2 separate regions of the Mus musculus genome follow, and region 1 is linked to region 2. A link is a contact called in public HiChIP or PLAC-seq data. All regions are on one chromosome and are shown on one strand. Each heading gives the region's core, a stretch centred on a gene start, on an enhancer-like site or on the middle of the called end of the contact. The rest is flanking DNA. Distances are from core to core; before and after follow the strand shown. Region 1 holds the start of Uhrf1bp1l (UHRF1 (ICBP90) binding protein 1-like). Region 2 has its middle 17 kb from the start of 1500026H17Rik.

What was found. HiChIP or PLAC-seq counts read pairs in DNA pulled down with a chosen protein or histone mark.
Region 1: a contact with region 2 is called in a BATF HiChIP or PLAC-seq map of CD8 T cells, with 13 read pairs. The contact joins the promoter of Uhrf1bp1l here to the enhancer-like site in region 2. A contact is called at or near these places in 2 of 39 promoter capture datasets (3T3-L1-derived adipocytes and macrophages), 1 of 15 datasets of contacts at CTCF or cohesin (CD8 T cells), 4 of 484 Hi-C or Micro-C datasets (muscle stem cells, nephron progenitors, pre-B cells and 1 more), 10 of 115 datasets of contacts at active chromatin or transcription factors (CD8 T cells, the SCID.adh cell line, effector CD8 T cells and 5 more) and 2 of 9 other capture datasets (adipose tissue and liver).

What each region holds. Positions count from the first base shown.
Region 1 is chr10:89,742,664-89,747,157 of GRCm38.p6, reverse strand. Uhrf1bp1l (UHRF1 (ICBP90) binding protein 1-like) reads right to left here and starts at 2,167. Exons shown (of 21, transcript NM_029166.2): 1 at 1,870-2,167. The coding sequence starts at 1,913.
Region 2 is chr10:89,701,572-89,705,593 of GRCm38.p6, reverse strand. No RefSeq gene overlaps it. Among named protein-coding and RNA genes, the nearest start is that of 1500026H17Rik, 17 kb to the right of the region's middle. Within about 2 kb of position 2,308, at least 42 of the 459 cell types and tissues checked have an H3K27ac peak or open chromatin away from gene starts, as enhancers often do. A contact at or near this core is called in CD8 T cells, adipose tissue, effector CD8 T cells and 2 more, where this site is marked.

The DNA of each region.
Region 1 (4,494 bases), core at 918-3,417, 42 kb before region 2:
AGCACTCTAACCCAGCCTGGGAAACTGAGTTCCAACTCACACATGGTGTGGTAGGTGAGCACCAGTTATCCTCAGATGTTCCATACATAGACTGGATCAGGCACATATGTGCACACTTGGATGTATACAGTAAATAAATAAAAATATAATAATCTTTAAAAAAAACTACAAATGGTTTCTCCATTTAAAAAGAAAGAAAATGCTATGTTTTAGAAACTTTCTGATTTAAAATGAAATGCTCATTACTATTTACCACACAGGTGTAAGAAATCAGGAAGATTATAATGTAATCCTAAGGGCTTAACTCTAAGTATGTGGGAGTTATCTATGTGGCAGAGTAAGCCATTACACGCCTGCTCTTAAGAGGTCTTCCCAAATGGACTTATACAAGAGAATTAAAGGATAATGCCCTAAGGCACTTATCGACTGAATTAGATTTTCTTTTGGGCATACAGAGTGGTACAGTATCATTATCCCTGGGAGAGAAAAGGGCAATAAAATCAGTGTCTATGGATCTGAATTTTCTTATGGCTCTTGAAATAGGCAAGGGCGAAGTGTATCTCATGAGTCAGACTCACCCTAAGTAATAAACATTATTCAAAATAAGATGACTCAGTATTGCACTATCTATATAATTAAAAAAAATCCAACAAAGCATGGTAGCACAGACCTGTAATCTCAGCACTCAGGAAGGTGAGGCAGGATGACACTGAACTTGAGGGTAGCCTGAGATTTATTTTCAGGACAGCCTGAGCTACTTAACCTGTTTAAATACACACACACACACACACACACACACACTCACTCTCTCTCTCTCTCTCTAATTAGTGATACTAAGAACCAAACACACGGTCACAAACTTTGCTATAGTTTGATACTTTATGTATACATACTGTGTGTATTAAATTTTATTCAATATAAAGATATAATGTCAGGAAAATATCTGCTGAATCATAGTATTGTTTTGTTCAATATGTTCTCAACTGTAATATATATATATGTATTACACACACACACACACATATCCAGAAAATGAAGACATGTTTACTATACAAGTCTATCATTAAACCTGAGAACGTTCCTTTAATCAGTTAAAAGCATTCATTAACTTACAAATAACAGAGGAGAGAAAGAGATCCTAACCAAGAGCTTTTAATTCTCTGTCACCAACTTGGAACAGGGTCCTACATTTAGCCTGTTTCTTGAGACAAATATGGAGAAGCCAAGAGCAGTAACAAACTGCCAGTTTACTGAGTCATGTTTCTGACTAAAACTGTGTTATGAAATGGAAAGAGTGACACGTCTGGGGTTTAAACACCAGGGACGTTAACTCCCTGAACTCAAGGGTCGCGGAACAAAATCGGAAAACTCTGCAGCAAGAACGAACGCGATGCGGGACTGAAAACGACTTCCACGGAGAACTGGCCGAAGCGGAGAAGTCCTGCTTAATTTCCCCTAAAACAAATCCGAACTGTGCAAACAAGCACACCCTCCCGTGCAGCGGAGCGGGGACGCCAGGTAGGGGGCACCGAGAACAATCCCAAGGTTAACGTTTCACTGGCACACACACACCCCAGTCCTCGGCTAACGGAGCCGCTCGGCTCCGAGCCCCGGGAGCTTCCGAGCCGGACCGGGTCCCAGCCCAACCCCATCCACCCAGCACCTGAGTGACGCCGGGGACGTCACCAGCCTCGGCGCAGGAGCGGCCCCCGGCGGAGGAGGAGACCCCGGCCCGCCGAGCCCCGCCGCCCTCCGCGTGACTCCGGAGGCCGGTCGGGGGCGCCAGCGGCACCGGCAGAGCCCGAACCTGCGACCTGGACCCGAGAACCGGCGGCCAGCGGACGGGACCGGCCCCGAGCGCTCGCTGACCTGGAGAGGTGCTTCAGGATCTGTTTCTTGATGATCCCAGCCATGGTGCCCGCCGGGCTGGAGCGCCGCTCTCTTGTCGCTCCTCACAGCCTCCTCACTTCGCGGCAGTCTTCTTTCGGTCCCGCCTCACCGGCCCGGAGGAGAAGCGCCGGAGAGATCACTCTCAGAAGAGACTCGAGGGCCTGGCCGAGGCCACAGCCGCCGCAGCCGCCGCCGAGAGCCCGAAGCATGACGCTCAGGCCGCCGCGGCCGCCGCCAGCGCCATCTTGGCTGCAGCATCACCTAAGAGACCGGGGGCGGGGAGAGGAGTCGGGGGGGCGGAGCGAGCTCGAGGTGGGCGGGACCTGTGGGAGTTCCGGGAATCTTCAGCCCTGCCTACTTCGGACTCCCACTAGGTCCTCCGCTGCCCTTTCCTAGTTGGTACTTGGGCTTTCATCTTTTCTTCATCCCTTTCATCTTGTCTGTGCCTCTCTCGCTGACATCCTAGTCTTGCTTCTTCATTTCCTCCGAACTCAACTTTCTGCTCTACAAGTAGCTCTGTTTATGTTATTCTTTTGGCCATTTCAGCTTTTTAATCTCAGTTTCTTTTACCAAGATCCTTCCCTTAGACTAACGGCTGTAATTTAATGTTTCCATTCGTTGGTCTAACCTTAAAGGAAGTAAAATTGACAGCATGTCATATTTAACCGAATATACCTAAAGACCTAGAAGTTAGAAAGTCTAGAGCCAGTGAGATGGCTCTCAGCCAGCAAGAGTACTTGTCAAGCAAGCTTGATGATCTGAACTTGATGACCAAACCACCATGAAGGAAAGAACTGCCCTTGAAAGTTATCCTCTGGACACACACACACATAGACACACTTAGTAGAAATTTTGAAATGGAATGCCCAAAATGAAGTCCTGGTTCTAATATTTTCTAGCTATGTTAACTTGGAAAGATTGTTTTCAGCTTTAGTTTCACTTCATGTATGAATGTGACTTTGGTCACACAAGGGGACGTCAGAGAACAGCCCTGGGTGTAGTGCCTCACTTTCTTCTATCTCTTCCTCAACAGCTACTTGTGTACTCCAGGTTACCTGGTTCCTAGGATCCTCTTGTTGGTCTCTTGTTGCCTCTCCCATATTGCCTAAAGAGTGCTGGGATTACAGACTTCTGGCTTCATGTGAATTCTGGAGACTCAAGTTCAAGTCCTGATGATTGAATGGCAAGTGTATTGTCTGCTAAGCCAGCTCTCTCAGCCGTTAACCTCACTTTTAATCATCTTTAAAATATAGTGTCTGCCCTTAGGGATGGTTTGGTAGGGGCCCTAGTAGGTACTGTTGGTGTGTCTGGGCCATATTGTCTGGCCACCTGTTGTAGAAGCAGGTTTTGAAAAAGATATAAATCACTAAAATATTTCATAAACAGGTGGGAGAGAGAGACAGTGTAGCCATTTGAGGTGGGAAGAAGCAGCATTAGAGTTCACAATGCTTGAAGCATGCCAGGGTAACAAGAATCTGCTAACACAAATACTGTGCAAGGATGAAAGCAATCTGAGCTGTTTGAAGGGAACCAAGCTGGGTGTAGTGACACATGGGTCTGTAATGTCAGCCCTTCGGGGACAGAGGCAGGAGGAGTGCTACAAGTCTGAGGTCACCATGATCTACTTAGCAACACCTTCTCTTGAAAAAATAAAAAAATAAAAATAACTACAAAGCCAAGATTTTATTACTTGGACATAGGATCCATAACAACTCATAAAAATGCCTGTCTTGGGACTGACTCCTACTTGGAAGCTGGCATGACAGTGATGGGTTGTACTTCAGAGCCTTACTAGACTAGCGAAGGCCGCCTGCAGCCAGCCAGGTCTTGTCCCTAGCTGGGTGACTCATTCCCAGTCTCTGCCCAGAACCCTGCTCCTCTCCGTCTCTGAGCTTCAGTAAGATAACATCCCTTGTCCCCAGTCTCTGATTCAGTAAGATAACATCCCTTATCCCCCGGCCCAACCCTTTTCTTCAGTTGACCTGAAGTTTCTTCTCTTAGAAATGATTAGGTGGAAATCAGCTGTATTTGCAGAGGAATAAATGTTAAAAGTAACATTTGATTGACAAACCAAACATAGGGTGTGGGGAGGGGCAAAGAAAGGCTAGCCAAACCTCCTGCTTCGCCCTGATTATGAACTATTAGGACAAACAAACATAGAGCAACAGAACACAAGGAAGTTCTTGAGGCTCGGACAGCCTCTGAGCACAGTACAGACTGGATAGTCTAGTGTACTTCAAACTGCCAACACCCACAGACACCTTTCTTCTGCCCTGGACTTCCTACAGAGTCATAATAACTCTAATACAGCAGCTCCCTGCCTTCATCATTTTAGCATAGGGGCTGGAGAGATGGCTCAGTGGTTAAGAGCACTGGCTCTTCTTCTACAGGAAGTGGGTTCAAATCCCAGCATCCACATGGTGACTCATACCTGTTTGTAACTCCAAGATCTGACACCCTCACACAGACATACATGCAGGCAAAACACCAATACACATTGTCTTAGTTAGGGTTTTACTGCTGTGAACAGACACCATGACCAAGGCAAGTCTTATAAAACACAACATTTAATTGGGGCTGGCTTACAGGTTCAGAGGTTCAATC
Region 2 (4,022 bases), core at 1,059-3,558:
TGCTTTTTTCTGGGTCAGTAGGAGTCAATTCCTTGTAAAATTTCTGTTAAAATTTTTCTGCAAAAAATGCCCCATTCTTTTCTTTTTTTCATAATGTGTGTTCTATACTGTTCAATAAATATAAAGCAAAATTCTTTGTTAGGGACAGACAGCAAGGCAGGCAGACATTACCCACACCCATACCCTCCCAAACAACTACACACACACACACACACACACACATACACACATGCACACACACATACACACACACACACACACACACACACACACACACACACACACCACAGATAGACACCAGGCATATACAGCACACAGATGGGATAAACACAGATCACAGGCACCAGAGAGAGGTGGATGATGCAGGGAAATAGAGAGTTCAAATCTGTGTCCATTGTTGGTCTAAACTATTCCAGGTCAAAAGAGGCCTTGGATATGACATCAGTATGGTACAGCAGACTTTGGATATTTGAAATCTTTTCATGTGCATTCCTTTGAGGTGGGGTCTCTCACTGAACCTGGAGCTAGGCTGCCAGCTAGCAAGCTCCAATGATCCTCCTGTCTCTGCCCCTAATTGTTAAAGAAATTTTAAATCCCAATCCTGGGTTTCTACTCTGCCTTGATCATTCCGGTCTTACAATAAGCCCCATTTGGCACAATAGCTAGGCAGATATCTACCCTCTATGCTATTAAAATCTATTTCCTATTGATAACCCTGAGCTATTACTTACAATGGTTCATCTGGGCTGCTCTTAACTCCAACTGGCCAGCCCTTGGGAATGTGTTCTCTTGACTCCTAACCCATGGCAACTTTCTCTTCCTCCTTACTTTCTTCTCTCACTTGTGCTTCTCCTCTGACCTCCCCCAGGCCCAGGAACCCTAAGACCCATCTGTCTTAGTCAGGGTTTGTATTCCTGCACAAACATCATGACCAAGAAGCAAGTTGGGGAGGAAAGGATTTATTTGGCTTACACTTCCATACTGCTGTTCATCACCAAAGGAAGTCAGGACTGGAACTCAAGCAGGTCAGGAAGCAGGAGCTGATGCAGAGGCCATGGAGGGATGTTACTTACTGGCTTGCCTCTCCTCGCTTGCTCAGCCTGTTCTCTTATCGAACCAAGACTAACCAGCCCAGAGATGGTCCCACCAACAAGGGGCCTTTCCCCCTTGATCACTAATTGAGAAAATGCCTTACAGCTGGATCTCATGGAGGCATTTCCTCAACTGAAGCTCCTTTCTCTGTGGTAACTCCAGCTGTGTCGAGTTGACACAAAACTAGCCAGTACACCATCTATGTCTCTTCTGCCCAGCTATTAGCTGTCAGCATCTTTATTCACCAAATAACTTGGGGGTGGGGGCAAGGTCACATAGCTTCACATGGGTCTACGTGAGGACTCTCTTGTCTCTGGGGCAACCAGGTCTTGGGGGCCTGCATTTAGCATTGCAATACACAGAAAAGACCAGACCTCAATATGCAATAGTCTTGGGATTTCAGTTATGTGCAGCCATAGTCGGCTTTTTAAAAAATATATATATATATTTATTTTATTTGTGTGAGTACACTGTAGCTGTCTTCAGACACACCAAAAGAGGGCATCAGATCCCATTACAGATGGTTGTGAGCCACCATGTGGTTGCTGGGAATGGAACTCAGAACCTCTGGAAGAGCAGTCAGTGCTCTTAACCACTGAGCCATCTCTCCAGCCCAAAATATTTTTTAATGTATTTTATGTGTATGTATATATCTCTGTGTAGCATATGTGCACCCAGTGCCTTTAGAGGCCAGAAGAGAGCATTGGATCCCCTGCAGCTAGAGTTAAACACAGTTATGAGCCAACCTGTGGGTGCTGGGAATTGAACTCAGAACCTCTGGAAGAACTGCTAGTGCACTAAACCACTGAGCCAACTCTCTAGGCCCATACTTGGCTTTTTAAGTAGAAGCTGAGGATTCACATCTGTGCAGCAAGCACCCTTACCTGCCTCTCATTCCCTTGTTGACCTTAAAGTTAGCATACAAAGTAATGGATTTCATTGTGGAATTTTCATACATGTCTGTATACTTTTAATTAGGAGCTTGAATCTAAGCACTCAAACCCAAGACAAATGAAACAGCTTTCATATAAAAAATTGAAACTGATACCAATTCAGTGAGTTTTTTAAGCACTTACATTTTAAACTCCATTTTCCTCTTGACTAGGGACCAAAAAAATGCGATGACAAAAATGCTTTCTTTTTCTGTGTAACTTTCAGGGGAAATTGAATCTGTAACCTATGCCACTTTAAGAGAATGGGGCCAGAGGGTGAACCAACCAGTGTGACAGGAAACAGCAAGAGTAAACAAGAGCAAAGGGGTGGGGGAGGGGCTGAGACAATGGGAAGGAAAGAAGGAAAACCACAAAAATCTCCACTCCCAGCGCCAGAAGAGGGCGTAAGCAAAATCGTGATTTTTAGATACTTATGATCTTAAAATATTTATTTCTTTTTTAAAAAAAAAATCTACTGAAATAATTTTTAAAAGTCTTATTTATTTTACATGCACGTGTGTGATGCTTACATGTATGCATGTGTACCATATACGTGCATGAATATGTGTCTGGTGTCATCCGAAGAGTCCACAAGAGTGGATCAGATCCCCTGCAACTGGTGTTACAGATGGAGTTACAGATGGCTGTAAACTGTCATGTGGGTGCTGGGAACTGAACCTAGGTCCTCAGAAAGAGCAACTGTTGAGCTCCAAACTGTCGAGCCATCTCTCCAGCCCTCTGATCCTCCATGTTTACATCAGTGATTCACAGCCATTAAGTCCTATCTCAAGAGAATAGCTTGAAATAATATTACCCTAAGGGAAATTTCCATTTTGTCCAGAGAGCTCAGGCAAGAAATGGGAAAAAGGACTTAAGGAAATGTACTATACCCTCCATAAGTATTTAGTGTGTAGTGCTAACAACATAAATGACTCAGCAGAAGCAAATAACTTGCACTTATTTTAAATGTTATATTTATAATATAAAATATATGTATATTTGAAAGGATCATGTGGATCCTTATATGTATATATGATATATACATATGTATATATGTAGCTGTCTCCATACACACCAGAAGAGGGCATTGGATCCCCATTACAGATGGTTGAAGGCCACCATGTGGTTGGGGAAACTTGAACTCAGGATCTCTGGAAGAGCAGTCAGTGCTCTTAACTGCTGATCCATATCTCCAGACCTTGTACTCCTTCTTAAAGATAACAACATATTTTAAAACAAGATTCTACAAACATGTTTGAAGACTATCCTCCCTCTCAGAATCACCACCCCTACCAGGCAACAGTTTGTGTTTACAAATTTATAGTGTTTTGCCTCAGGAGTGTTAGTTTAAAGCTTATGGGTGGTATCTTTTGACATTCTTAATGAGTTTCCTTTTTTTTTTTTCCTTTGTATCAAAGAGATACTGGGGTTAATATTAATTTAATTTTAATTTTAAAACGCCAACTGGTGAAGATAAAGAATCATCTCTCCCTTCTGTTTCTCAAAACTCCTTGTCTGTCAAGGGTTGGCAAGTGTGAAACCTTACAAAAGAAAGCAAAAACAAAAACAAAAACAAAACAAAACACCCTCCTCTCATACCCAAAGTAGAACTGGGGAAGCGAATTGAAAAAAGTCAACAACTAAAAAGCCTCCGCGTTATCTCTGAGCAGCACCTATTTTTCTTTTCTTTTCTTTCTTTTTTTCATTTTAAGGCTTTTTTTTTTCTTTTTCTGAGACAGGGTTTCTCTGTATAGTCCTGACTGGCCTCGAACCGCCTGCCTCTGCCTCCCGAGTGATGGGATTAAAGGCGTGCGCCACCACTCCCAGCTCTAAAGCATTTTTTTTAATTAGATATTTTCTTTATTTACATTTCAAATGCTATCCCCAAAGCCCCCTATACCCTCCCTCTGCCCTGCTCCCCAACCCACCCACTCCCGCTTCCTGGCCCTGGCATTCCCCTGTCCTGGGGCATATGGCCTTCACAATACCAAGGGCCTC